Linked DNA regions of Mus musculus: region 2 is linked to region 1. The links are chromatin contacts, called in public Hi-C maps. All regions are on one chromosome and are shown on one strand. Each heading gives the region's core, a stretch centred on a gene start, on an enhancer-like site or on the middle of the called end of the contact. The rest is flanking DNA. Distances are from core to core; before and after follow the strand shown.

Region 1 (5,766 bases), core at 1,196-3,695:
AGATTCAAATCATATTTGTATGAACTTGTGATAATCAAAAGATTTAGCTGCCATTGCTTGGCGTTTTATGATGTGCTAGGCAGTATGGGAGGCACTTAAATGATATTCTAGAATCTGCCCATAATATCTGCCCACAATGTACCCACTCTAACTAGAGAGCGTTATGATAAATAAATAATAATATTGATGAATGACAAATGCATCGTCATTAAGGAATTGGAAAAGAAAGTAGCATTCTGAGACAAATAATGTTTATGCTGGCTGGCGCTAAGGGCTCAAAAGAATTGTTATAAAGAAAAACCAAAAACCAACCAAAAAAAGAACACCTGCAAAATCAGAGAGGAACGATGGAGAAACTGCTTGAGGGCAAATGAGTGTGTGGTGTTTCTGGCTGCCAATTTACCCAACTGTTGGTTGTGCCAGTAGAAGTGATTCAGGCAGGTACGGGACATGAGCAGTTCATCCTGAAAACTGTTCTCTGTCTCATTTGATATTTAATGTGACAGCCACCATGAAAGCAAGTGAAAGTGAGCAGGTCATGGAACGAAGGCTGGCGGTATTGTTTATAGAATGACCATGTGGGGTGCATGCGCATGTGTCTGGGTGTCTGTGTGTCTGTGTATGTGTGAGTGTGTGTGTGTTTGAGAGTGTGTGTGTGTGTGTGTGTGTGTGTGTGTGTGTGTGCATATGTGTAAGTGTTGGATTGCATAGCATATGAGAGACAGGAACGATGGCTATTGCCTTTGGAGTTCTGAAGTTTGAGAGACTGGAGTGACATTATCTTTTCAGCTACTCAGGCCTAAGCCAGACCCAGAAATTCCTGTAACATTTAAAAAATATTTTTAAACACTTAGGACCACACACAAAATAACGATGTCCTTGAGCAGATCCTCCAGAGTGTGTTTGGTTCCAAATGTTTTAGTTCTGGCAATGCAACCCTGTACCTTTAAATCATAACGGTACAGCCTAAGCCAGTAGATGGCAGTAAGATACCGCAGATTTTGGCAGAAGCTTCTGGGCTTTCACTGCTAAAAAATGCTAGATTTTTTTTCCTTGTAATTATTATTTGAAGGTGGGTCCTAATCTATTGTTCAGAGAGAAATTGCTGAATTGAAAAACAGGAAATAATTCTTCCTAATTAAATAGACAAAGTGATTATCAAAGACTTTTATTTTGTCCCAATTCTAAAAATTTGCAGTAGGGTGTACAGTGTATGTGTGTGTATGTGTGTGTGTGTGTGTACCAGTGTGTGTGTGTGTGTGTATGCCTATGTGTGTGCCTTTGTGTGTGTGTGTTTGTGTGTGTGTGTGTGTGTGTGTATGTATAAGCAAATGAAGGGTCTGGTGTGTTTTTAAATAATTCCAAATTTGAATGAATGTTAATTTGTGTAAAACTTAAAAAGTATATTATTGAATTGAGCAGGAAATACTTCTATGAAAGCATTGGTTGAAAAATGCTTTCTTCCTTATGCCATCCAGGATTTGCCCGTAGATGTTGTGAATTCAAACCAAAGTCCACACTCTCTGTAAATGTGCTGAGTCGAACCTGCTTCTTTATTGTCTTTCTTTTTCCTTCTTCCTTTCTTCCATTTTTTTTTTTCACTTAGATTCCTTTAGGAGTGACATCTCACACTGGGAGATGTCAGTGAGTCCAGTTGCCCCTCCTTCGGGTCCCTGAGCTTGGCCAGAGAGAGAGACCTGCAGTTTTAGCAATGCAAAACTTAAATAAATGTTCTTTAGAGACCTGTATATGTCAAAACACGTGGAAAATACAGCCTGTTAATATTGAATTTGGGAACAGGAGAAGAATAGTGTGGGCTGCTGTCCTCTCTTTTTGCTGTTCAAAAGCATCCTAAGACAGTCGTGCCATTGGGAGTCAGAACAATGGGCAAGGACAGCACCCCTCACCTCTCTCCCCTAAGCCTCTGGCAGGGGTGTGACTCCAGCTTCTAGCATGCACATTTAGGCCCCTCTCTACCTAAAAGTTGCATGCAGAGAGCAAGCGAGCAGTTAAGTCAAAAGAACTCAACCAGGCTCCCTTTACCTCTTTTCTAGTCTAAGCTCTGAAATGTGCCTAGGCTTCCAGGGAGACAAATTGTTTAATTTGCTAACATTTTGGAGCTCTTTAGAATTGTGAAAGAGCGAATTTCAAAGTATGGAGAGACCTCTGACAGAGTCCTAGTCAGATAGAGACTCTCTCTCTCTCTCTCTCTCTCTCTCTCTCTCTCTCTCTCTAAGGGAAGCTAGAAGCTGTGTGGTGTCTTGGAATACTCTGCACTTTCTGAGTCTCATTTGCTGTCTATGTCTTAGCCTTCCTTCTGACAAAAGTTAAAAAAAAAAAAAAAGTTAGCAAATATCTCCCTGAAAATCCCTGCTATGACTCTTAACAAAAGACTTGGTGCAAAGTGAAAGTAACACACTGGTGCTCAGGATCCTTCAAGCACTTGGGATTTTGGCTAGCCAAATAATCACGGCTAATCCCTGTTCATGCGGTTTCCCTAGGAAGCCTTTTACTTACTCTCTGTTAGCAAAGAATGATGTTTTCTACGCATCCATGGGTTCCCACTGCACGTAAATATAAAATGACACTGCACATTTCTCACTGCTGTGTATGCAGTTTAAGCAAAACAAAACAAAAATCAAGAGTTGAAGTTCTTTCCTGACAAACTTTAAGTTTTATAGAATGTAAATTTCTACCAGTTTGAATAATGCTTTTACTTGCTTCCTATTTTTAATTAGTTATTACCTGATGAGAATAGGCTACAATAATAGAGAGAGAACATATGAAAAATAAGCAATTACATAAAATATCTAAAAAATAATGATTTAAAAAATGGAGACGGTTCCAGAAGACATTCTCAGTGAGACCTTGGGCCAGTAGCACCCAGATGTCTGGACCTATCCAGTTAAAATCCTTCAAAGTTGCTCACATTTTTTGACACATGTTGCTGTGAAAGATTAGTGAGCTTTCAATTTTGTTTTGTTTTGTTTTGTGAGTGTGGGTGCTTACAAAATAAAGTCTGAAGGGAGTGTTACGCAGATGCATTTTAGACTGTGCAACCCGATCGGTTTGAACTCTGAACGATCATATTATTTATTTATTTGTTTGTCTTTCCTTCTCAAAGACAGTTAATTACTGAAGCACCGAGAGAGAACATTTTGTATTCCTGCTTTGCGAATGTGCCTCGAAAACCTGAGACTAATGAGACCAAGTTCTCACCCCAGCTGTGAACTTGCTGACTTTCCTGCTTGGAAACCCGAGCAGAGCTTCTGAACATTGGTGAGTTATTTAAAATAATGATTGCTTTTTGTTATTGTTTCTGTTCTATGAAGAGTCAGGTTTTTTTTTTTTTCCCCTAACACAACAAAGACAATGCCTTGGATCTGTGTAGAAGTAAAGGTGCAATAGGCCTGGTGAACATCTATGGCTTGTATATTTATTTAAAGGCTTGCTGTAATGCATATTATTAAGGATGACAATCATGAACTTGCTTGCATTGTTTATTTTGTAAATACCCATAATGGAGCTCTCAGAAACGGAGATCAGCTGCCCCCTTGGCCATGATGGCCGACTGCTGGGAAGTGACTGCCCAGGGGCCCTTTATGACTTGGGTTCCTGACCTAGGCCTTTCACAATTTATGCTCTTAGAATATTTTTAAGTCCACGTATAAAAATTCCCCGTGCAAACATCTGAAATGAACTATGAGTCTACTACGCAAAAGTCCTATGGTAGATTACATTTGGATGTCTGTAATGGACTAGCACAGCAGCTGTGCTCGGGGAACTAGAAAGATGTCAGATATGGTGTTTGTGGCCATCACGTGCAGAAAGGACCCCAGGATTTCTGAGCTGCAGACGATCTACTTCAGACTGGAGGCTGGTAATTTAATTAATGTGTGCCTCTGACGCTGAGGCCAAGAAATGGAACGGGCAAACCCACCTCCCCGCATGAGACCCGAGGCGGCTCTCCCACTTTATTTGAATCCTTTGAATTTTAATTTCCCATTTTTACACTAACTCGTAGAAACTTCACCTGGACCTTCTGGCAGCATTTTGACCTTTCCTGGCTCTATCTCAGTATTTGAATCATTTGGGCTTTGGATTATGAACACAAGACACAGAATGAAGACAGGCTCTGAGGGGCAAGTCTATCTGGATTTGACCTGGGTAGCTGAGTCCTCTTCCCACTCGTTTCTCCACCGCTTGAGAGGCTGAGGCTGAAAATCCCAGGAATGAAGATTCTAAGAAACACCTTCTGCAAAAGAAAAAAAAAATGTTTGTTTCTGTAATTTTATAAACCCTTGATTTAACAGAACTTAAAAGGCACCTCACATGGTCCAGAGGCTCTGAATATCACATCTGCTTTTAATATTCTTGGGTGTCTTGGGCTTTTTTGGAGTCGGTTTGATGCTGTCTTTTGTTGGAGGACAACTGCTGTATTCTGTGATGCAGGGAGTTGCCAGTTCAAAGGATACAGCCTTACTTAGGCAATTTCTTTTCCCTTGCCCTCCCCCACTTTCTCAGTGTTTCCTTTTGTTTTTGGAGTTGGGGGCTTTAAAACAGTCACAAGAGGCTCTCAGTATATTTTCTTTGAAGAACAGCTCTTTATAACAATGATAGCAAAATTTGTAGTCCGGTTTGAAGTTGAATGGGCAGGGGAAAAAAAAATACTGTTAAGACCACCACCGTTTGTCCTGAGCCAGGTAAATGAATGCCTGAGACTCAGTACTGGAGGGACAGGTATAATGACTGTGAAGCAAATTTCAAGTGTCTTTCGCTAATTTTCATCTGGACTTCTTATGTTCAGGAGTAATTCAACACTCCTAGGTGAACTTCCCTACCACGGCTGATTATGTTAAATATCTTCCCTCCCAAACTCAGTGTGGGCAGTGCTTTAAAAGGAGCCTAGATTCTGAACATTTAAAAAGGCTCTTACTCATTCAAATTGAATGTTAGATTAAAGAGTGGGACATCCGTGGACGCGAGAGGAAAGCTGGCCTTCTGCGTTTGTCTCAGACAATGATTTCGGCTAGATGACTGTGTTTTGTGGAGAAAAGGATTCGATGGGATATTGACAGTCTCCTATCAATAGTTGAGCCCTAGAGGCCTGGCTGTTTGGGCCCACACTGATTGACTGTGCCTTAATAGACATGTAATTGTTGACAAATACTTTCCGATAGACTGTGGCAATACCCAGCCAGACAAAGGAGGCTTCCGGGTAATAAGAACCAGCACAGAGCCATTTGTTACAGGCAAAGCCTTGCCGAAGAAACGACGTATGCTAAGAAAGAAGCTCTGGAGAGAAAGAAGCAAGCTTGACAACCCTCTACCCACGCAGCCAAACCTGGGTGACACTGGTGAAGCCGCAACAGTAGTAAGAAGAATTCCTGTTGTGTTTATGGGTTTTCTGTTGTGTACAGCTTGGTTTCAAAGTCTTAGCTTTGCCTATGTTAAGCAATTATGCATCTGTATATCATATATGTGTATGTGATGCACATATATTGTACACACATCCCACACATGTACATATAGGCAGAGTATGCATATGATTTGATATCTAGAATCAAATTTCTTTAGCTTGTGTATGGCATTCTAAAAATCTATCCACAGTAGTTCTAGGAATACAATAGGCTATTCAGGCAATTTCAAAGAGCCTCGGGCATTAATAAGAATACTGGACAAAACTGAATTTGGATGTAAGCCCCAATTACTACTAAATATCAGAGGAGCCTGGAGCTGTCCTTACAAAACCTGTACCTAAGAACA
Region 2 (5,766 bases), core at 934-3,433, 1.3 Mb after region 1:
CAACAAAAAACCATTACTAGCCAGAACAACAATAATACAGGAAGAAGTCTCCCATGTTTATCACAGCCAAAACAATTGGCTAAATGCACGTGAGGTAAAACATGTGCTTTTGCTGGGGCTCAGAAAAATAAGTTTCGCCAACAAGCTGCCTTCTTAGAAATCCCTTAAGAGAAGAGAGAGTATTTGCTGGATTCTGCAGTAGGTATTACTAACTTCAGGTTACATTTTTGCTAGACAGCTGAGGTGGTTTACTTTTTTTTTAAGTACACAAATATTTTTGAATGTTTCTTAGGTACACTGAAGAGTTTGTCTTCTGAAGGAAAACAAAAGAAGGAGCCTCTCCTCGTTCATTCGTGGAGTTAAACAATGGTAGTAATTCCAGCAAAAGACCTTATGAACTACATTCCAAAGCCACACAGGAGAAGCGTCTGTGGGGATGGCCCATTCTTTTCTCCCTGCTCCTTCAGCACCCAAGCCTGCTATTGCAAGAGAAAGAAAAAGAGGGGGGGGGGGAGCTGTGTCCTCACCACTTCAACTCTAGTTCAAGAAATACTGACTGGTCCAGCCACAGTCTCAAAATGCATTCTCTGATACCACTTCTGAAAAATGGGGTAAATAAGAGTTGAATGTTTTGTGATTGTTAAGATATTAAAATATTTGGGGGTTTCAGGTAGAGAACGGTTTGTTGCCAGTAGTTGTTCATTGAAATCTCTTACAGGATTCTTTTTTTTTTTTTTTTTTTTTTTTTAGCCTAGTCTGTGATGCAGAACCCGCTGTGCTAAATTATGAACCAAAGGCTTTAGGGTGGGAACAATCAATCAAAATACCTGGGGTAGTGTGTAATGTGCACGCTCTTGTCAGCGTGAACAGGCTGCCCCGGAACACGGTCCCCCAGCAGGTTAAATAAATATGATACTATAGACAAACCGACAGGATCACACGGGCATCAATCAGCTGTTGATAAAATACAATCTTCCTTTAATACACGCTGGGAAAGTTATTTAACGGTTACAAAACCTATATCCATTTCTTGTCTTTTTTTTTTTTAAGTCTTCGTAGAAAGTGTAACTCTTTTATAGGGGCAAGGCGGAAAAAGTTGCAAGATCCTGGTGGGGGTTGGGGGATTGGGGTGCATTTAGTGGCGCCAAAGAAGTGCTGAGGCTCAGCTCTCTGAGGAGGAGGGACAGACTGGCCAAGGGTTCATGACCAGCAGCAAACCACACTTGAAGCAATGCCGGGGATCTGGAATACAGGGTTAGCTTGTTGAAGCAATCTCTGCCTGGGAACCCCTGGAGCGTTTCAATCCTATCTTTATTTCCTCTCCTTTGGGTCCTGATGTTTGGGTACCCGGAGAGCAAATGAGGGAATAGCAGCAGCGCTGCTTTGGATTGATTCCGGGAGCGAAGAGAAACTGGGCAGAAAACAATTTAAAGAGGGAGGGGGTAGATGGAATGGAAACGCGTCCCCAGCTAAACGGGTGGTAAAAGGGAGGTAGCAATTGACTCTGCAGTCAGTGGCGGTGAAATGGGAGGACTCGCGACTCGGCGGCCAGCACGCTGCGCCTCTGAGCCGAGAGTCCTGCCTTAAAAACCATCTTTGCAATAAGAAAGAGTCCCTTTCGCCCCTCTCTACGAGGTAAAAATAGAAGGGGAACCCTTCGCTACCGTCCTGGGCTCCTTTACTCCCCCAACCCCACCCTCCAGGCATCTCCCGATCGGCGGCAGGGCCCGCCGTGTCCACGCTTTGCCCCTGCGGTTTGCTCACCGCCTTGCTTGTCCCCACCGTCCAGGTAGCGTGTGGCAGAGCTCGGAGCTCGGGACACCATCGGCCTTCAGAAGTGGGAAGGCTCAACGGTGACAGCCGATCTCCTAACAAGTGGAGATTAATGTCCCAACTAGAAACTAAGGTCTCCTAAGTGCTGTCGGTACAAAATAAATACTGCGAGCAGGCAGACCCGTCGCCTGCCACTCAATTCTGGATCGTTCTCAGCCGGTAGAAATAACTCGCAGCACAAGGTGTTGATGGCTACGTTTGCCTACGCGCAGTCCTCCCCAGCAGGAACCCCAGATTTCCAAAAGGCCGGGTCTGCCCCTCCGCTGCTGGAAGAACTACTGGATCTCCCGCAGTCTACGCAGCACATTCCCCAGTGGTTTCTGGAAGATTCCCGACTGAGAAAAGGCTGCGCTTGCCGCTCCAAGGCCTAAACTCTGATAATCGACTGCCCGGATGGTTTAGGCTGGGGGCGGAGTGAACCGGCGCCCGTGGGTCAGTTTACGACCCCCGTACTGCTCCGGGCCCCTGTAGGTGATGGCAGCTGTCAGCAAAAAGAGCCTAAGGCGAGTTCTGAGACAGGTCCTGCGGACTAGAGTCGGGTTGGGATAGGGCTTGGGGAAGGTGGGCCATGGATCTAGACCGGAGTGGGAGCCTGACTTTTCAAAGTACCTCTTTCAACCCCAGAACGCTACTTGGAGTTCGTTAACACACGCGCTTGGAATTGTCCCCTCCCCAGGTCCAGGGAGCGGTGACTTGAGGAGGCACCCGAACCACTGCTATCTTTTTGGAAACCTGGCGCTCTCAAGAGCTCTGTGCCCGAAACTGACACCCGCAAGCACTCTCCAGGGGCCTGTTGAGCAGATGGAGTGGCAGGGCCAGGCGGGGCCTGTTGGCGAGACACGGGGACATTTGTCATGGGTGACCCTTGCGCCTCGGCTTCTGAGCCCACGCCGGCGTGGGGAGGCCGGCGCTAATGTAATAAAGCGAGAGCGACAAGAGGAAAGGCCTCTCTCGCCCCGGGGCCGCCACATGCTCACTCCGTTTTACTGTCAGGGCTGGTCGAGGCTGTGGCTTCATTTCATATTCCATTAATATTTACAGCAGCTATTGAATTTCCCATTACAAAGTTCACCATACACAGTGCTAATATGAAATTTTAATAGTATTGTGCACATTATGAAAAGTCCCACCATTAAAAGGGGAGGGGGAAGATCTCAGGGAGAAGTTATCCTGAGAAGTTACTTGCCACTGACTGCTTGAAACGCTCCCTAGTCGAGGGGGTAGGGGGAGCACCGTACTCATTTGCAACTATTATCATAAAGATGCGCAGCGGTGGGCTTGTTATCAATTTTGAAATCAAAAGAGAGGGAGGGAGTGGAATGTAAAAAGCAGGCTGACTAAATTGAGTTTTCCAAGTTGTGTGCGCTGGGCTTTGCCCTCACTCAGAGAAAATGATCCTGTTCTCCTGCCTTGTAGGAAATGAGTGGGAACCTAGCAAGATGCTTTCCAGTTTGGGTCAGGGTCTAGCCGCCCTCGGTCCTCCCCAGTAGTCCCTGGGGCTGTGTGCAGCTGCTAAGAAAAGCCCTACCCGTCCTCTACTTGCCAGCCAGCCCCAAGGTCCTCAAGTTCCCCAAAACTACAGTGCTCCAAGGGTGGTTAAAGAACTGTGAAAATAACCTATTTCTCTGTGTGATGGGCAACTTCTCTGTATTGGTACCCTAGAGCAGTTATTTTTAGGTGCTTCATTTGGCCTGGTGAATGGCTTCCTAATACTCCAACTCAGGGAAAAACCAATAGTTAACTCGGGGTGAAAGGGAGTGGGACACGTGTGGAAATGAGGCTGCACAAGAAAGAAAGTGCTGCAGAAAGTGGGGAATCCAGACACTGGAGCTCCAAGTCAGGATTCTCTCTTCTGTCTCACAAAGGGCTGCTCCCTGGAGCCCAAGGGTCAGAGCCTGTTCCAGCATCCAGCTCTAATTCAAAGCTCACCTTCTGGCACCCAGGGCCAGGTGGCAGAGCATGCCCCTCGGCTTGTCCTCAAAGGCACTTACCTAAGTCCCCACCCCTCTGTTAGGATGATGAGACCCTTTTTCACAGCTGGTATCCGGAGTCACTAGCTCACTGGGATGTGTCCTGTCCGCCTTCCCACGTGAACTCTAAGAGTATTCAACTCCCTAAGGAGACTCATTTCCCCAAATTTCTTTTTTCTACCAGAGTGGGCAGATGAATAGTGAATGAAAATTTCTTTTCTCTCTCTCTCTCTCTCTCTCTCTCTCTCTCTCTCTCTCTCTCTCTCTCTCTCTCTCTCTCACACACACACACACACACACACACACACACACTTGGGGGGGGTGTCAAGATGAACTGGGATTGCTCTGCACCAAGCTCTCTCAGCCTATCCATCCACCCTCGCACTTTCCCCTCTCACACTCTTCCGGGTGTGAATTATGACAACACTCTGAGCTACTTCAGTATCTTAATAGGCTTCTACTTCTGCAAGGAGAGGGCAATTTCTGACTCTTCAGATTACTTTACAGCTAAAGGAAGATGCCAGTGACAGAAGGTAAGGGTGGGTGACAATTCTTCAGGAAGCTCAGCCATTGACCGCCCCCCTCCCATTTAAAAATTATTAGTGCTATCACTATTCCCATATCCTAGTGAGGTTTGTGTGTCTGTGCGCTAAAACCCCTAGATGTGTCACACTTTGTCACATCCTCTGTGTGTGTTTTTAGAGAACATTTGAATGAAAGGCTCGGATGCCAGGTATTGGTGACACAGGGGGTGGAATTTTCAGCCTTCCACAAAGAGTTGGCCGCCTCTATTTGCATAAGGTCAGAGTAGGGCTTGTGATAGAACTTTACCAGCATCTCTGTCTCTTAGCAACACTCCTGCACTCTTGGTCCCTGCATTAAATTGACTGGTCCCTTCCTTTTCTTCCTTTCATTGGGAGGCTTACAATAAAATGTCACCCTTCCAACCTGTGCCTGTCACCCAGTAGGTCATCTGTATCTCTCTCTCTCTCTCTCTCTCTCTCTCTCTCTCTCTCTCTCTCACACACACACACACACACACACACAGACACACACACACATTTTCCCTCCCTCCCTTTCCCCTCTCCTCCTCCTCCCCTTTCTCCAAAGCTCCAATTAGAGACTGTGAGGATTCCCTGGGCGAGATCCCAAATCTGTTTTATTTTATGGTGTTAATTAATATTAATACCACTTCTCCCTTTGTTATTAATTTTAAAAAATCTCTCATAAATGGGCAAGATAAGGAGTAAATTGCCAGCACCTGCCAAACAATGGGTCTGGAGAGGGGCACTAAGGCAGATGGAGATGGAAGGTCCAGGGTTTAGGGTAGCCTCCTTGCCTATTCATTTGCTGAAGGGTTGGATGAGCTTAGAAGCCTTGGAAGTGCTTGGACTATGCCAGGCAGTCCTCTTGGCTCTGGGATGGGGACCAGTGACAGGATCCAGATGCTGATAGGTAGTGTTAATGGAGGGTCACGTCTGGACAATAGTATCCATCACTTGCCTCCTGGCTCTTTTGTCAGATGGAGTCATTTCTGACTACTCCATCACTCAGATTTAGGATAGATTCAATAATTACCTTTGCCTTGGCAACAGGATATACAAATTGGTACCCAAAGGACTAAAGAGCAACAGTAACAGTTCTTATTAGCACTTCTTATTATTAGCTTGCTATACATCCCTTTCTTATTAATTTTGAAAGAACATCCTAGACACTTGATGAATCCTTCCCTATTTTATTCCATCACTAACTGACCAGAAATACAAACCCACAAGATAATAAAGGCTTGATTAGTGTACAACACACACACACACACACACACACACTTTTGCCTGAAAATCTGAATGATTTCCATTTGCTATTTTTATCATTTTATTAGCAGCGCAAATTAAATACTCTCTGAGTTCTCTACAGTTTTACAAAGTTCTGACTTAGGAAACACCATCTGTGGACCATGACCCAT

What was found. Hi-C and Micro-C count contacts between places; a contact is called where the count stands out from the background.
Region 2: a contact with region 1 is called in a Hi-C map of uterus, with 2.9 times the contacts expected there. The contact joins two enhancer-like sites. A contact is called at or near these places in 4 of 484 Hi-C or Micro-C datasets (cerebellum, cortical neurons, embryonic stem cells and 1 more) and 5 of 115 datasets of contacts at active chromatin or transcription factors (craniofacial prominence, embryonic forebrain, embryonic stem cells and 2 more).

Annotation. Positions count from the first base shown.
Region 1 is chr7:68,976,321-68,982,086 of GRCm38.p6, forward strand. No RefSeq gene overlaps it. Among named protein-coding and RNA genes, the nearest start is that of Gm23795, 27 kb to the left of the region's middle. Within about 2 kb of position 2,446, at least 18 of the 459 cell types and tissues checked have an H3K27ac peak or open chromatin away from gene starts, as enhancers often do. A contact at or near this core is called in uterus, where this site is marked.
Region 2 is chr7:70,278,883-70,284,648 of GRCm38.p6, forward strand. The region is part of intron 1 of Gm29683 (predicted gene, 29683); the gene reads right to left. Among named protein-coding and RNA genes, the nearest start is that of Gm29683, 56 kb to the right of the region's middle. Within about 2 kb of position 2,184, at least 14 of the 459 cell types and tissues checked have an H3K27ac peak or open chromatin away from gene starts, as enhancers often do. A contact at or near this core is called in uterus, where this site is marked.